Linked DNA regions of Rattus norvegicus: all the other regions are linked to region 3. The links are chromatin contacts, called in public Hi-C maps. All regions are on one chromosome and are shown on one strand. The core of a region is the stretch at or near the end of the contact, and the rest is flanking DNA. Distances in the headings are between cores, read along the strand shown. Region 1 overlaps LOC134479613 (a long non-coding RNA gene). Region 2 has its middle 22 kb from the start of Krt8. Region 3 has its middle 27 kb from the start of Smim41.

Region 1 (2,700 bases), core at 167-2,666, 760 kb before region 3:
AGCGATCGCCTCTTAGTTAAAACTGTCCAAACGGTGGCGCTGTAAACCAGGAAATCAGAGCACAGCACCGCGGCTGCTGGTTAGAAAGAAGCCGCTGCGTTTGCAGCTAGAAGGTCACCAGGGGGCAGAGAGAGGTAGGGACTGCTGGAGTCAGGCCACTACCTCAACTGCCATCAGTAAAGTGGAGACTGCTGATGAAGCTGTGAGGACAAAACAATAAGCAGGTTTGGAATGAAATGTCCGAAGAGACAGTTCGAACAGCTATCCAAAGCGAAGCTTCAGACTTCCTCTGTTCCCCAGACAAGATCTGGTTCTGGGCCTGGCTCTCTCAGATGGTTGATCTTCTCTTCTGTCTCCCTGTTTCTTCCTTCATATTAACACCGCTGGTCTGTCACCAGGGCCCTGAGAAGGCAAAGGAGACATCCATGAGGACGAGGTTGAAGGGGATTGTGTGTGCGCATGCGCGTGGTGCCTGAAAGCAGGTTGGGGAGGAAAGGCTTTATTTGTCTTACATTTTCAGCTATCAATGAGGGAAGTCAGACAGGAACTCAAACAAGGCAGACTCCTGGAGGCAGGAGCTGATGTAGAGGCCAAGCTTACTGGTTTGCTCCTTGTGGTTTGCACAGCCCACTCTTTCTTACAGCACCCAGGATCACCGGCCCAGAGATGGCACCACCTACGATGGGTTGGGCCCTCCCACGTCAATCACTAATTAAGAAAATGTCCTACAGTTGGATCTAACGGAGTCATTTTCTCAACTAAGGCTCCCTCCTTTCAGATAACTGCAACTTGTGTCAGGTTGACATAAAACTAGCCAGCACAACATGTCTAGTGATCCCCAGAAACCCAGGAACATGTCTAACGGCCCCTGGACAGGATGCTGGAGAGGGCGGGGGAGGAGGGTCCAGACCTTTGCCAGGTCTTTCCTCTGGCCTAGGATGCCCTTCCACACTGCGTGTGCATTCATTTCCAACAGGTTCCCTACAGGCCAACTCAGAGGTCACCGCTTTCCTGATTCTCCAAGACAACTTTGTCTCTCTTTTAATAGCTGGATCATAGTTTCTACTACTGGATACTGAGGGTAGCCACCTCTCAGCAGTGCCAGCACGGTGTCTGACCTACTACAGACAGGATAGACAGACGGACTAATGATGTGTTGACTTCCTTCACCTTTCTTTTAAAAAAAAAAAAGATTTATTGCGTTTAAACTGTGCCTCATATGTGGGTATTTTATTTGAACAAAGGTGCTCTCAGAGATCAGAGGTGTTGGATTCCCCTAGGCCTGCAGTTGCAGGCAGTTGTGAACTGAACTTTGAAAGAGCAGCAAGTACTCTTAACTCCTGACCTCTCTAGCCCTGACTTTCTGTTGAGGGTAGCGTGGAGAGAGGCAGAGTGACTGAGAGACTCAGCTATTTCCCTCCGAGGCTATTTCTGATATTTTGTGCGTGAATGTTCTGGGGTGTGGAGGTGTGTGTCAGCACAAGGTTGTGCCTGCCTACGTGCATGCGTGCGTGTGTGCGTGTGTGTATGCGCCTGTTTGTCCTTTTAGGGCCCGGAAACTTCCTCTCGTGTTATCTCAGGGAAGGCATCTCAAGGGATGATTTCAGAGCAGGCAAGGAAAGAGAAAATGGAGACAGACTCCTGTTCTCAGTCCTCTAAGCCAGCTAGACATCCAGACAGCAGGGTCAGAGGTGCGGGGCTGGGGGTGGGGAGGGGAAGCTGAGGGAGAGACTGGAATCTCTCTGCTTTGTTTGGGAAGGACACCCTTGCAGATGTTTTCTCATGAAGAAGAGAAGCTGCAGGGTCCTCTGGAATGTAAACATCAGATAAGACGCCCCCTGTCCCCCAAGTAAAGTTCTGTTTTCTTTAATCTAGAATAGGTACCACACATTCTTTCTCACAATTTGGTTTTGGTCCCTTTAGCCTCTATAGTCAGGCTCCTAACCTACCATGGCCTCTTCCTCAGCCTCTGCGCCCCTCTTTGGGCCTCTCTTTACTCCATTATGATCTCCTTTTACACAAGACCTGTACATCAGGCTTTGGAGCAGGGATCTCTCATTTAAATCAGCATTTAGATATCTCTTAATTTCTGGCTAGAAGGTTCTGCCCTTCCCATTGTGGGATTCTCTCTTTTCCCTTTTAGGAAGAACGAGCAGGCCACATCTTGGCACAAAGATAGTGTTCATTCACATAACTGATGCCCCAGATAACAAGCCAAGGATCATGGTCTTTGGCCAGCTGTAAGGCCAGGCTCCCCAGCTAGGGACAGAACAATCTCCCCTGAGTGAAGCCAGTTTAGTAGCGGGGTGTCAGAGGAGAGAGCCCAGGAGCTGAGAGTTAGGAGAGGAAGGCTACAGGGAAGGAGAGCGCAGTGTGTGCAAACAGGAGCAGGAAAAAGCCCTGGCAATAGGCACCGTTAGGCAGCACTGTCTGGGAGAGCTCAATGGACTCAAAGGGGTCTGGAAGAATTAAGGAATGGGCCAATTACGGGGTGATGGTGGAGATGGAATGTAAGGATAAGATTAGATTTTGTCTTAACTTCGTGAAGCTTAATGATGTTTACAGAGCCAGGAGGGAGTGGAGACAGAAGGTGCTGGGGCTTTGAGGATAACCCGAGGGAGGGATCGCATTGTGTGCTGTTATCAACACCGGGCTGAGGTGAAGGGTCATGCACCCATCTATACCCCCACCACGGTCCTT
Region 2 (2,915 bases), core at 225-2,724, 670 kb before region 3:
TAAAGTCCACAGTTCTGGGAAGGTCTCTAACTAACCTTGCTTTTTGGCTCCTGTAGTTCTGCTTCCGGCTAATTTTTGTTTGTTTATTTTTTTCGGGAACACCTTATTCATTAATTATACAGATAACGTGGAGTAGACAGTGCGTACAGAAGTCGGGAACACCTCATTCATTGATTTTTGTCACTTATCTAGTTCAGTCGAATGCTCACAAGGAAAATAACCACCTAAGGCAGAAACTTCATTCAGAACTTCACGAGAGCGGACAGATCAATACCGATCAACGTCCCTGCTTCTGACCGAATCATTCATCTTCAAACAGGTCATTTTGCAAGATGGAATCCGTGTTGCACCTTGAAAAGCTGGAGCACAATGCACAACCACAGAGTCAGAATCTTCATCAACGTATCCAGACAGGCGTCTGCTTGTAGTTTTTAGTATCCAAAACCTTTCTGCCGCACATCGCACAAATGCCTTTTTTGTAGGCACAGCCTCGACTGTCATGAGAACCTGGCTGGTGTACAGAACTTTTACAAATTCTGCAAGTGGAGAACTTATTTTTTTCCATGTGGATCAAACCTTGCTTCTTTTGATGTCAAAGCTTTATTTTCTGTGATGTTCCGGGCCCTGCCCTTCCATGTGTCTGGAGTGACAACCCTGCTGAGTTTCTTTTCACACTTTTCACACACCATCCTTCCACGGGTCGTCCTGTCCCCTCAACTCATAAAGCAGGAGCAGTTGTCAAAATACATCAACAACACCTGTTTGTTTATTTTTAAACAGGGCTTCATTAAGTAGCTTTGCCTGGCCTGGAACTCTCTGTGTAAACCAGTCTGGCGCCAAACTCATAGGGATCTTCCTCTGTCTCTCAGGCGATGGGGTGAAATGTGCATGTCTCACCACACTTGACCCCATTTGAAGTTTTAAGAAGAGAAGCTATTAAATAAGCACCCCCCCCCTTTTTTGAGGCAGGCTTTCTCCATGTAGCCCTGGCTGTCTCAGAGCCTGCTCTGTAGACGAGGCTGGCTTCAACTTAGAGATCTGCCTGCCTCTGCCTTCTGAGCGCTGGGACAAGAGAGTGCCCCATTACTGTTCTCCTAATTTCTCCCTTCTTCATTTCAGAGAAAATCAGTTTTGTCCCAGGAATGCAGAATTTGGGATTCTCAAATACTTCATCAGAGTGCCCTCTGTACAGGTTGGCATCTGTATGGGAGAATCCAGTGGCCAGACCTGTCTTCTGTCAATCTGATGGTCTCCTAGGACGAGGCGTACAGATCAGAAGCCTAACCTTCCAAGCTCTTGGATTTTCAGTTTCCTCCCTGGCGGAGGGGACGTGTTTGAGTACACCGGAGGTACACTATCTGTCCACTAGGGGGCAGCAGAGGAGCACGGAGGAAACTGCTCTGTCGCCCAGAGCCGAGCGTGCCAGCAACTTGCAGCTCCTATTCCAGGAGCCAGACCTGGGCGGCTCCTGATCACAGCCTATCATTGGCCACAGAGGCATGCTTTGTACTAATCGGGAAGTTCTCATTGTTTTGGGTAGACTGTGACGTGGCGAGTGACATTTGTGTGGATTTTAGTCTCTATCCACAGGAGTCCCACACCTTGTATGGTATCCGGGTGGGTGGGTGGGAGGTGAGCTGAATGCCAAGAGATGGGAGACGTCCTGGGCAGCCTTGTTTGTGAAGGAAGCCGTGCACTGCAGGTCTAAATACCAGAGGAGAGGCGCCAAGGGCTTGTAGTCACATTGCCTCGCTTGCTTGCTGTCCCCCATCTGTCCAGCAGGAGGCAGCACGTGGTTCCAGGAGCTAAGTACCATCTTTAGAGCCTTCTGAGGCGGAGGCTGGTGGTCCATGCCTCATAAGGTTGGCAGACCGAAAAGGAGGTAGACCAGGCCCCAGGGGGCACAAGCAAGGCAGGCATCAGAAGGGCACACCTGAGTTACTAGGGCTTAGTTGGCCTATGTGGGTCCCCAGCTCATAGGCCCAGCACCCTGTAGTCCTGGAGTCTCAGGGTGCACAGTTGGGGTCATGCCAGAGTGGGAGCTTAAATGTCTTGCTTTCCAGTGTAGTGTGTGTCCCTCCATTGTATCAGTAGGAGCACACAGGAAACCTGAGCGTTAGGGCCTGCCTGATGTGACCAGAGATCTGGAGGGATCCTTTCTCTGCTGCTAAAAGTAGCCCAGTTCCTATCAGGATCCTTGAAGAAACCACGCACCATCTGCTTTGTGGCTGTGTATGCCTGACCCCAAATATGCTTCCAACGTCTTGCCTGTCCATTCGGTGGGCATTTGGACTCTCAATTCAGATATGACCTTCCCTGACAGTCCCTGGAGTCTGTACCTGCATTTCCTGACTCTACCACAAGGCCCTCAACCCTTAATCCACACTGAGCGAGGTCAGGACCTGTGTCCCTGTGCCTGGCAGGGGAGGGGTGGTCTTGAATACCTGATGTCTAAATGGAAGGGAGGCCTGTATGCATTTCCTTTGCCCTCTGAAGCGATGGCTTTCCTATCCACAGAAGCTTGGCAGGGAGTGAGTGTGCGTGCATGCGTGTGCAGGTGCATGAGTACTCACATGCTTTTGAGACCAGAGGCAATCTTCTGTAGAGGTTGTATGTGCACAGGCACAGACAGGTAGAGGCAGGCACAGACAGACGTGCTCGCACTGAATCAGGAAGCATGAAGCTCTGGGAACAACGGCAGATGTGTGAGAGAGACATTTGTTGATGTGTTACTTGCACAGAGAGAAGCACTACATGGGGCACTACCAGGAGTATGATGTTACTGAACCCAGATCCCGAAGGGGTATCCAGCCCGAGGCCTACAGTGGGGCTGCTACACTGTGTTGCTTGACTGACAGTCAGCACTGTGGAGGGCAGAGGAGCCTCACACTGTTACCTAGTGCTGTTCAAGGGAC
Region 3 (2,752 bases), core at 198-2,697:
CACTTCATGTCCTACAGGACTAGAGTGTCTGGGTGACCCCCTCTCCCTGGGTTGTAGATGTCTGATTAATGGCAGGATTTTGTGAAGTGTTTCTGTCAGTACTGCTGCATCTCAGATCACTATCTCACTCGTCCTGTCCCCACCCCCACCCCCTTCACTCTCCATTCACACAGGTTAGAGCCTGGTGAAGTTGCCTAATCTCTTGAGCATCGTTCTGAACAACACACGGAGGAGTTCCCGCGCCTGCTGCACCTCTCTTTGCTTGGGGACACCAGGTTCTTAGCCATCCTCCGGTCTCTGCAGGTTGGATCCTCCTGGTGGCACCCCCGAGCTTGTGTGAGCTTCATTGTCACAAGGAGGCTGGACCTACAGCATGGTCACAGAGCCATTGCTAAGGGTCTCGCTAGTGGTGTTTGCTAAACAGGGCAATCCTGGTCCTTTATCGGTGAGCTCCCTGTCGAAATTCCTGGGTGCCAGCCAAGGAGAGAAGGAAGTCAGAGCAGCTGAGTGGAGAGAGGGGGTGTGCCCATCTCAAACCCCCTCTATCTGCCCAACATCCTGAATCCAGGCCTCTTGGGCATCAAAAGGAGGTGGCTGGCCCTAGACAGTCCATGCAAAGAAAACACCTTATTGCCCCCTCTTCAATCCTTCCAGAGTCCACAGGAAGCTTTACACCAGGACATGTTTTACCTCACAGCTGTGTCAGCTCACTCCAAACTAACACTAACACACACACACACACACACACACACACACACACACACACAAGCGCTCACTGTGAACCCTCCTCCATCTATCCACCCAGTCAGTCGAAGCTCCCCAGTGCTCACTGCAAGCCCTCCTCTCCCTCCTCCTCCTAGCCTTCCTCCTCCTCCTGCATCCTCCCTCCACCCATTCAACCACAGCACAAGATCCTTTCACTACTAAAACGCCAGGCTCTATTCTTGCCCCTCATGTATAATAATTTAAGCACCTAGTCCTCCCAACATCCCTTGTGACAGTCACTATTGCTAGAAAGGCTGAGTGAGTCACCCAAGGTCACACAGCTCTGAATGATAGGACTGGGGTCAGGGCCCTGTTTCCCATCAGCCTACAAGTGGACTGCTTCAGGGTCCCCCTCTGGCCAGCTCCAGCCTTAAAGCTGTACCTCTCTTACAAGATGGCCATCCCCTGCCTTCTAAGGCTGTCTCCTCTCTCTTTCTGCCCCACCTCTGATAAACTCTGCCTGGCTGATGTTCAAGTACAGCAGTGGAACCCACTGCCACGGGAACACAGATATTTCCTTTACAATTAGGGGGTTCTCATTCTTAATTTTATCATCAATGACAGCCTGCTTCTTCTTCCCAATAGTCAAAGTGGGAAGCAATCCATCTCAAAGTCCCAACGAACACACAGAAGTGAAAAGCACTTAGCCCTGGGAAACAGAGGTGGCAAGAACGTTGTGACTAAGTCTCCAGGCAGCCGGGTGGGGAGGAGAAATCTGACCCAGGACTATCTGCAGGAAGCAGGCTGTTTGCTCTGTGGCCACAAAGTCTTTATCTCATTGCAATAAAAATTGCTCACGCAGGTCTTGCTAGGAAGAAAGCTGAGGGGTGGGTGGACTGGCTGTGCCCTAAGAAAAACATTTTTAAAGCAAAAAGGAAACCATATTTTATGGGAATGTTGACCGAGGCCGAGGACACCACACTCGTAACACCCAGGGACACTAAGTACTCCAGAGCCTGCAGCGTTCGAAACAGACTCTCGGAACGGGATGGTCAGGTCAGGCTCAGGACCCAGAGTGCCCAGAGCTGGCTGGGTAACTCAGCCTGACAACCCATGCTAAGTGCTTGGCACAGATACTATACTGCTCTGAGGCACTGGCCAGCCCTGGAGAGCAGAATGAACTCTCCCGTCTCTCTAACTCTGCACAGCTAGGATGCTGTGAAGAAGGCCACGCATGGCTGAGTCTGGTCTCGTAATCGAGGACCTGGAGAACCATGCAGGTCCTCTGGTGGGGGTCTCTCCTGTGGCCTCTCACCAGATAAAACCAAACTGAGCAAGAGAAGGAGGAAGTATCTTAATGGCAGGCCTTTAAACAGAGTTTTCGCTGAAGCAGTAAAAGGATATCAGCCTCTCGGAGACTGTGAGAAAGAACAGCCATTCCCATCCAGACTTTCCAGGCATGGTTTCTCTTTGTAGTCCTGTCTGTCCTGGAACTCACTCTGTAGACCAGGCTGGCCTCGAACTCACAAAGATCCTCCTACTTCTGCCTCCTGGGTGCTACCACCACCCTGCTGCCTAGGGCTTTTTGTAGAAGTAGGCATGGGACCCTCATTCTGCCTAGGATGGCCTGAGCCTTGGGCATGAAAGCGGGGCTCAGTTCACCCTCCTAAGCCAACTGAGGACAGTAAGTAACCACCTTCTATTACTGATGGTTTACCTTCGCAGTCAGTCAGAGGCTGCTGTCCTAAAACCACGGGTAGGTATTAAAGAAAGGAGTTGCTAACCAGATTTACTGCTTGTTTATCCTGTCAGCTTTAGATGGTTTTATACCAGGAGGACCTGGGTCAGTGTGACCTGCTTCCTCTGGTTTTGTGTCTAGGATGTTGGGATTTTTGTTTCGGTTTTACAGCACTGGAAAACCAAACTGGGGGGCCTTGCCCATGCTAAGCAAGCTCCCGGCCACTGAGTTATAACACTTCCAGTCTGCTGCTGCTTTTCTGTTTAACTAAGCAGTGACAAGTGGCTTGAGGCTTGCGTGCACATATTG

The links. A called contact is a pair of places that touch in the nucleus more often than the background predicts.
Region 1: a Hi-C map of the A7r5 cell line shows a contact between it and region 3, with 5 times the contacts expected there. The contact joins two enhancer-like sites. A contact is called at or near these places in 5 of 12 Hi-C or Micro-C datasets (the A7r5 cell line, kidney, mammary epithelial cells and 1 more).
Region 2: a Hi-C map of the A7r5 cell line shows a contact between it and region 3, with 8 times the contacts expected there. The contact joins two enhancer-like sites. A contact is called at or near these places in 4 of 12 Hi-C or Micro-C datasets (the A7r5 cell line, the Rat2 cell line, kidney and 1 more).

Annotation. Positions count from the first base shown.
Region 1 is chr7:135,074,732-135,077,431 of GRCr8, reverse strand. It overlaps LOC134479613 (a long non-coding RNA gene), which reads right to left. Exons shown (of 3, transcript XR_010053156.1): 3 at 1-402. Among named protein-coding and RNA genes, the nearest start is that of Eif4b, 9.2 kb to the left of the region's middle. Within about 2 kb of position 1,416, at least 4 of the 93 cell types and tissues checked have an H3K27ac peak or open chromatin away from gene starts, as enhancers often do. A contact at or near this core is called in the A7r5 cell line, where this site is marked.
Region 2 is chr7:134,987,225-134,990,139 of GRCr8, reverse strand. It overlaps the pseudogene LOC103692986. Among named protein-coding and RNA genes, the nearest start is that of Krt8, 22 kb to the left of the region's middle. Within about 2 kb of position 1,474, at least 37 of the 93 cell types and tissues checked have an H3K27ac peak or open chromatin away from gene starts, as enhancers often do. A contact at or near this core is called in the A7r5 cell line, where this site is marked.
Region 3 is chr7:134,314,591-134,317,342 of GRCr8, reverse strand. No RefSeq gene overlaps it. Among named protein-coding and RNA genes, the nearest start is that of Smim41, 27 kb to the right of the region's middle. Within about 2 kb of position 1,447, at least 17 of the 93 cell types and tissues checked have an H3K27ac peak or open chromatin away from gene starts, as enhancers often do. A contact at or near this core is called in the A7r5 cell line, where this site is marked.